3 separate regions of the Gossypium hirsutum genome follow, and all the other regions are linked to region 3. The links are chromatin contacts, called in public Hi-C maps. All regions are on one chromosome and are shown on one strand. The core of a region is the stretch at or near the end of the contact, and the rest is flanking DNA. Distances in the headings are between cores, read along the strand shown.

Region 1 (2,700 bases), core at 155-2,654, 300 kb before region 3:
TGTAATTTAGAACACTCATCATTAGAAAACAATAATAAAAGAACTAGGAGCCATATCTAATGAAATTAGCATCTAAAAGGAAGGATTCAGGACTAACCGTGGCATTGGTACAACTAAAGCTGCATACACGCCCCTGCGCACCTCGATAGAACCGGAAGAAAGGCAGCACATGGACATTAAGGCTATAGCACATTGACTTGTGCTCCTCGTAATTAACCTGAAGAAACTGCACATCTGGATTCATCTCTGCAAATTGGCAAATCTGCCAAATCCACAATCAATCAAAATACATAAAACCCCAAAAACAAAATCTAGATACAGAGCTATACATATATATACCTTGGGATGAAGAGCCTTGCAACCACCACAACCAGGGGAGAAGAAATCTACCACAACAAGCTTATCACCAGCATTCAGAAGAGAGTCTACTAGGTCTTGTGCAGATGCAACTTCTTTCATATTTGGTTGAAGCCCTTTCTCCCACCATTTCTGAATTCGACCAATAAGACCACTTTGCATCTGATTCCATTAAACAAACCCAGAAAAAAAAAAGTGAAACCAATTAGTATTTCTTGATTGATCTATGTACAGATCAGCTTATGGGGACAAAAAGAATTTAAATCATAATACTACTACAGATTTTCAAACAAAAGAAGAAAGAAAGAGTAAAATTTCTTGTTTAATCTTTGTGTTAAAGGGAAAAAAATCAAAATTTTTACACATATATAAGGCGATTTCTATTTAAAGATTTTTGATCTTTGGTATGTAAAAACTGAGCAAAGAACTAACTGTAGAAAGCTAATAATAGAAAAGAAAAAAAGTAAATTATCAAGAAATTCAAAATTAAATAAAAATTAATCATAAAATAAATTGACACAACTAAACAAATAAAAATATACCCACGCTTTTCCACAAAAATAAGGACAAAAAGAAGCAAAGATCCAGAAATTGAAATTAACAAGATGTAAAGTTGATTAAATCAAACCTGTGCTTTGATGGGAACTTGACAAAACCTTCGCCTGTTCATACTTTTCTTCTCCAAAAAAACCATTCTTTGCCCATTAAAATCACTTCTTAAAGCCTGAGATTTAACCTTTAAAGAAGAAAAACCGTTCCTTTCTAAAGAAAACCCAGAAATTTTCTTAGGAACCAAACAAGTTCCACCTTCTAGATTCTTCGTCTGACTATAGTTACAAGTCGTAAACAGATTTCCCTTCCCCAAAACTTCAGCCATAACTAGTTTTTTTTTTTTCTCACAACGACACTAAAAAAAAACGCAGATTGAAAACTGAACCCTTTGCTATAATCTCACAATCAAAATTAAAATACAACAAAAACAGAGGAGAGTTTCTTTTGCAGTGTCTTTGAAGTTTAAAGCAAAAGTGATTTCCTTTTTCTCTTTCACCCTTTTCTGTGTAGGATTTGCTTTGCCAGTTTTTGTTGGTTATTTTAAGGTCTAAGGATTGACTTCAACCGTTGATCGGGTTTTGTCATGGTGTGAATCTAACGGTCAAAGATGTTTTTTTGTCGGATAATTTTGTATTTGATGGAAAAATTGAAAACGTATTGGATAAGGTTTTCTTTAAAAAAAATTTCATTGTGTTGGCCGGTTTTTATGGTGGTCTGGAGATGCACGTGATCAGTGAATTTTAAGACACGTAGCATCATACCTACAATTTTGCAAAAATAAAAAGAAGTTTCAGATATGCTTTGGATAAAAGGTCGTTCCTTTACCCACATCATTTCCTTTGTGGCCACCCTGGAATTTTTTTTATTTTTTATTTCCTCAGAAAAATAAAGCAACCTTGTATGTTCCACCTTAAAGATTATGAATAAATAAAAAATTAAATTTAAATATTTAATCGGGATATTATTATTAGAAAAATAAATTATTAAAAAATATAAATAAAGAAAATAGAATCATATTACTAAAATATAGCGATTTTTTAGGCGTGTAAAATATTTTCCTTAAAAATTTTTATATGCATTTAACGTATAATAAAAACCCTTAATATTTCAAATAAAACAATAAAAATGGCTAATAAAAAAGTTTTTTTTTACATAAAATAGGTGTATCTTTCCATAATATATCTTTTTATAGAGATACACCTTTTAGTGAGACAGTCTTTCATATTGTTTTACAAAGCAATTTTGCATAAATTTATATATTTATAAGATAAATTAATGTATAAAAATTATATCTTTGCAACGTTATTATTAAAATTTTCTACATAATAAAATATTATTACTACCTACATTCTAAACTACTATCAGTTTTTTACAGAAAAAATAATAATTGTTTCTAAATTTATATTTTTAAAACATTAAGTATTTTATTTTGGAATTTGATGTAAATGAAATAAATAGGGGAAATAGTTTAAAGGAACAAATTTAATAATTTTACTCAATGACCTTATTTTGTTAGGGTAAACTATATCATTAGTTATTAAATTATGGGTAAGTTTTTATTTTCTTCACTTAATTAAAAAGAGTTATAATTTGGTCATCGAATTATTCAAAAATTTTTATTTAAATCACTAGGTTATAAACTTTTCTTTTTAAAGTTCTAACAACGAGCTCCAAGCGACGATTTGACGATCGGTACGGTGAATCAATACTCATTGACGAGTAGAATAACATACCTTAGATCCAAGCCGATCTAAAAATCAATGTTAGAGATTAGAGAAACAAATTGTTTGA
Region 2 (2,700 bases), core at 84-2,583, 350 kb before region 3:
AAATGATGATATGACGATTAATGTGAAAAATATTGATACGAAAGGCTTAATTGATTTTTAATTATTTTAGGAGGACTTAATTGATTTTTATTTTAAGGATATAAAAATTGTGGAAAGGAAGCTTTTTCTGCCTTTTGGTGACATTTGTCTTATTTTCCACTCTATACCTCTCTACCGAGAGATCACAAACTTTCCGCGACTCAGAAAAGAAACTAGACAGTGAGTTGTATGCGCTCCTAATAACCTACATTTGTTTCTCTTAGTCTTAATTCCTTGTTTCTTAAAAATATTTAAAAAAAAAATTCAAAAACATTGTTATACTAATCAACCGATATAGAAAAAAATGTTAAACTTATCAATGTTGTTCATGGAATGAACAGTCTAAACCTTATTATCACAATGACTAAAAATAGAGAATCTAATTCCAAAAACTGAATTGAAAAGATATAGAATATTTAAATTCAGATGTCTAAGTTTATTTGCATTTAGCTTTAGTTTCACACTTTTGAAACTTCCTTTTAACATTTCAAATTATTAACAATTTAAACTAAAAAAATTTTATAATTGTTTACATGCAGTATTTATCTTATTTGGGTTTTGAATGTTTATATCTATAATCTTTATTTTAAATATGATCACATTCATTATTATTAATAAATTAATTAAATTAGTGGTTAATATTCACCTCTTTAATAAGTCTATAAAACGCGAAAGTTTAGGCATGGAACTCGCTCAAATGAATACTTTAAAAAATTAAAAAAAATAATAAAAATAATAGGAGATTTGGATAAGCATATTGTTTAGCCAATGGAGTTGGTTGGTTTGAGGTAAATCTTAGAAGGATAATTACAAAAACAGTGATTCAGATGATTAGACAAGCATGATGTTTTCCCAATCGAGTTGTATTTGGTTGAAATCTTATGCACTTCAAAGAGCTAATAAAATATATAAGCAAAAATAAAAGCGCTAATAAAATCCTATACCATATCCCTAGGCATGCTGATCATTGTAGCTTCAATGCTAGTTTTTGATAGGCTATTCCAATTTTCCCCTTTGTTATGACTCTAATATAATAGATTTTATATATGGACCATGGACTATGATTTCTAAGATTTTACATATGGACTATGGACTACAGTTTCTAAGATTTTACTTATGGACTATGGACCATGGACCATATATGGTTTGCATTTCAGTGTATGTGATGTCAACCTCCAACTATAAACCAAACTCTATCCCATTTCCCTACTTAAGCAAACCCAATGTCCTAATCATTAAATACCAAAACAGTTGATATTGAAATATAATAATAAGTTTGTTTTCAGTTTTTTTTCTTTTTTGAACAAAAACTTTATCCCATCATATGTCATAATAATTGCTTATAAGTACCAAAACCCTTTCATATTAAGTTCTTGTTCATTCTCCGCCTTCTAATTCTGTTTTTATTTACTTGTTTCTGATATGGTAAACATCCTTTCCTTTCAATCATTTCGGTCTCAAATCCTCTTCTTCATCCATCATTCACCCTTTTCTTTTTCATTTTTTTGGGCAATTGATACAGGATGCAGAGAATGTTCTTGAAGCCATGAAAGTTGAACTGGAAGGGATGCGATATGAGAATATATACATGGAAGAAAGGCTAATAGCTTTGGAAAAAGCACTCGAAGAACATAAGAGATTGCTTGCTGAGTATAAAGCCATTGTAGAATTGACTGATCATTTACTGAGTGACATTGGTGTTGATGCAGGATTTGATAACGAGAACAACGGTAGTTTTGACGAGGAAACCATCAAGAGCTTGATAGAGGAAGCTGTGAGGGACTTCACTGAAGCACTGGACAAAGCTCAATCTCGCCCGGGCCGCCCTGGGGATGGTGGTGCCGATGGCCAAGCTTAGCAGCTCAAGTGGTGTTTCAAGGTTTGGGTCAAGCTTGGGGGTTAAGTTGTGACGTTATATACTATGCTACTTTGGAAGGGTTTAAATCAATAAAATTATTAGTTTCATTTTTTAATGGCATATCCATACATATTATAAATTTATTCGTGTTATAAGTTAATTGGGTATGAACTCAATTGGGAAAAGATGAAAACACTCTCACTACTCGCATAATAAGATTAAAATTCAGACTTCTTTAATTTTTCACATTTGAATTTTTACCATTCAATCAAACTTATTTAGGTTAATTTTTTAATAAATATGTTTGTTAAATTGACATTTCCTTTTAGTGCTATTGGTATACATCCCTCTGTCAGAGGATTTATGGCACAGTTATGAAGAAGCCATCCCTTCATGGGTGTATTTGTGTTACAGGTTCCTTGAACTCATTTGCAGTGTCTGAAGTGCAAATCCTTTTGCCATTAGTATCAAATCCTAGTAACTTCGCTAGCTATGGTTCATGGAGAGATCAGAAAAAGAATTTATAAGCCAAGTTATGCTGGAAAAGTAGACCTCAATAATCATAGTTTTAATTACTAAAAGAGAGAGGTCACACTTTTGAAACTAGCAATGATTAATTAATTTTGCCTATGTTAAAACCCAAAACAGATAACACTCACACCTTATCAACTCCACTGTCAAACTGATGCAATTGTCACTCATAAAATAAACAAATGAGACTTGTGAAAAGCTTGAAATCGCTAATGGATGGTCTTTGAAGTGCAACCTTTGAAATTTCCATCTTTAATACGATAAAATTCGGA
Region 3 (2,700 bases), core at 87-2,586:
TATAATATATTATTAAAAAATATTTATTTAATTTAAAAAAAAAGATATTATTAATGTATTAAATACTTATCCTCAGTTAAGTATTAAAACATGTACCAAAAATAGTTAATTGTTAAAACAATAATTTACTTAATATAATGAGGTTAAATAAAGTAATAAAAGGAACTTTTTTCAATTTATTTGTACGCTTTTGTTATGTCGCACTTTTTATAAACATAAGATAAGCTTTGTTTTCACACACACATGAAAAATAAAATAGTAAAATCTAACGTTATAAAATATGACAGAATTATATAAATTAAAACCACTAAAACATATAAAATTAATTTGATTTTACGGATATCTACATAAATAGGACACAATTAATGACTAATTTATAATATGATTATATCCTATAATATATGTGATTTAGTGAATTTAAGTTAAAAATAGTTCTTGAATTTATTTTTGTTAGAGTTGTGTGCACTCAAATTTCTATTAAAGAAATAATATAGTGACAAAATTAGAGAATCTGTGTGATTTAATTTAAAATCTATACAGAACTACACTTCCTCTATTTGACTTTAATTAGAATAATGTTTGTTTAGTCGAAACTTCTCTTATATCATTTAATTTTCAACATTAGTGAATTTTCTTCTCTTCTGTTTTGATTTTTTTTATTGCTTTGTGATCGTTTTATATTGTCATAATCAACATTCGATTTTACAATTTTAATGATCACAATTGACAATGAGGAAGCTTAAAAATAATAAATTATATTTCTCACTAATATATTTCAAAAACAGATTATTATTTGCACAAAAATATGTATAAAAAAAAGGGTTTGAACCTAATAGTTTGAAATTTCCATGAAATTTCATTGATCTTGATTCCCGCGAATGGAGTGGTTTCCATTAAAGAATATTTGAAGCTAAGCTTGAAAAATTCATGGAATAAAATCATTTGAAAGCAAGCAGTATTTCCTTCAAGAATATTTGCACTTGGAAATTAATCCACAAAATTTTAATTGATTAAAGGAGATGTTCTGGGAAATTTCCAATTATCCAAAACGGGCAATAGAATTTGTTGTTCGGGTTAGGTTTTAAACATATGGAAATATTGCTAAAAATTAAAGAAAAAGTTCCCCACTAGCATAGAAACCTCCTATTTAATTATTTATTAAAGTGTGATGCTATTTGTTTTCCAAATTTTCAAACAGGCAGATATGGCTAAGAAAATAAATAAAAACGAAATTGAATAAGCCTATGAGGCTTCCTTTGTAAGTGCCTTGAAGCCTACGGATCTTTCGATGGAACATTATCTCCTCTATATAAGCTCTTGTTTTTCCCTTTGTTCTAGTTTCTTAACGGCCTTCCCTTTTTCTCTTCTGCAAAAGCTAGCTTCAGATTTCCTCTATAAAATCTTTCTCCTTTCTTTTTGCTTTCCACAACTGTTGCTCTGCATTATTTCTAGCTTTTTGGGTTTCTTTTTCTTTTGCATAAATTCATAAAGGGTTTCTATAATTTGGATCGAGTTTTCCCATGGAAGACGCCATTGTTGTTAACCAACGACAACAAGAGCTGATGGAGTTGCCGCCTGGTTTTCGGTTTCATCCTACCGATGAGGAGATTATAACTCATTATCTTTTAGAGAAGGTTATGAACAGCAACTTCAGTGCCGCTGCTATTGGGGAAGCTGATTTGAACAAGTCTGAACCTTGGGATTTGCCTGGTAAGCCTTCTTTTTCAAGCTCAGATGTTGAAATTCAAATCTATACTATTTGTATCTAATTTTTGTTTGCTGTTTGGTTGGTTACTGCAGACAAAGCCAAGATGGGGGAGAAAGAATGGTACTTCTTTTGCCAAAGAGATAGGAAGTACCCGACCGGGATGAGAACAAACCGAGCAACCCAAGCTGGATATTGGAAGGCAACTGGAAAAGATAAAGAGATTTTCAAAGGAAAAGGTTGCCTTGTTGGGATGAAAAAGACCCTTGTTTTCTATAAAGGGAGAGCTCCACGGGGAGAGAAAACTAACTGGGTCATGCATGAATATAGGCTTGAAGGCAAATTCTCTTACTATAATCTTCCCAAAGCTGCTAAGGTAATTTAATTTAAAGCTTCACTCTCAAATTCGAATTTTAGTATCTACAACTTTTTCTTATACACCCATAAGACGGAATATTTGGTTCTAATTGGAAGGGGGTTAATTTGGTTGAGGGTTTATTTTCATGGGGACCGGGGTCTCATTCTTTGCTTTTGTGCAAATGAAGAATAAAGCTCTACTTATTATTAACATATTTTTTGGCTTGTTGCAGGATGAATGGGTTGTTTGTAGGGTTTTTCATAAGAATACAGCAGGGATCAATAAAAGTCCAATTGCAATGGCTTCTCTTGGGGATGAATTTATGGACTATGCTTCATTGCCTCCTCTCATGGATCCTACTTTTGATTGTGAATCTGAATTCAAGGCCATCAATAAAACCCCAGTTTCAAGCTCTATTTTCAACCCTCAAATTCCAACCCAAGACCCCGTTTTCTTCCATCCAGAGACCTCGGATTCCGGCACTGGCAGCTTCCGAACCGAGGACGAGGCAAGTATAAGAGCATTGGCAGGCAATTACAGTGGTGATCATATCGGGCAGAGGCAGTGCAACAAGGTGGAGCAGTTTTCATCAAATCAGTCTATGGTGAGTCCGTCACAAGACACTGGCCATAGCACT

Evidence for each region. A called contact is a pair of places that touch in the nucleus more often than the background predicts.
Region 1: a Hi-C map of leaf shows a contact between it and region 3, with 2.6 times the contacts expected there. The contact joins the promoter of LOC107894997 here to the promoter of LOC107893812 in region 3. A contact is called at or near these places in 10 of 34 Hi-C or Micro-C datasets (callus, fibers, hypocotyl and 3 more).
Region 2: a contact with region 3 is called in a Hi-C map of leaf, with 2.9 times the contacts expected there. The contact joins the promoter of LOC107894712 here to the promoter of LOC107893812 in region 3. A contact is called at or near these places in 11 of 34 Hi-C or Micro-C datasets (callus, hypocotyl and leaf).

Annotation. Positions count from the first base shown.
Region 1 is chrA13:68,663,616-68,666,315 of Gossypium_hirsutum_v2.1, forward strand. LOC107894997 (thioredoxin-like 1-1, chloroplastic) reads right to left here and starts at 1,405. Exons shown (of 4, transcript NM_001326831.2): 1 at 986-1,405; 2 at 340-519; 3 at 98-262. The coding sequence starts at 1,234.
Region 2 is chrA13:68,611,142-68,613,841 of Gossypium_hirsutum_v2.1, forward strand. LOC107894712 reads left to right here and starts at 1,334. Exons shown (of 2, transcript XM_016819960.2): 1 at 1,334-1,464; 2 at 1,562-2,143. The coding sequence starts at 1,462. The coding sequence ends at 1,897.
Region 3 is chrA13:68,965,366-68,968,065 of Gossypium_hirsutum_v2.1, forward strand. LOC107893812 (NAC domain-containing protein 92-like) reads left to right here and starts at 1,337. Exons shown (of 3, transcript NM_001326819.2): 1 at 1,337-1,710; 2 at 1,801-2,081; 3 at 2,296-2,700. The coding sequence starts at 1,521.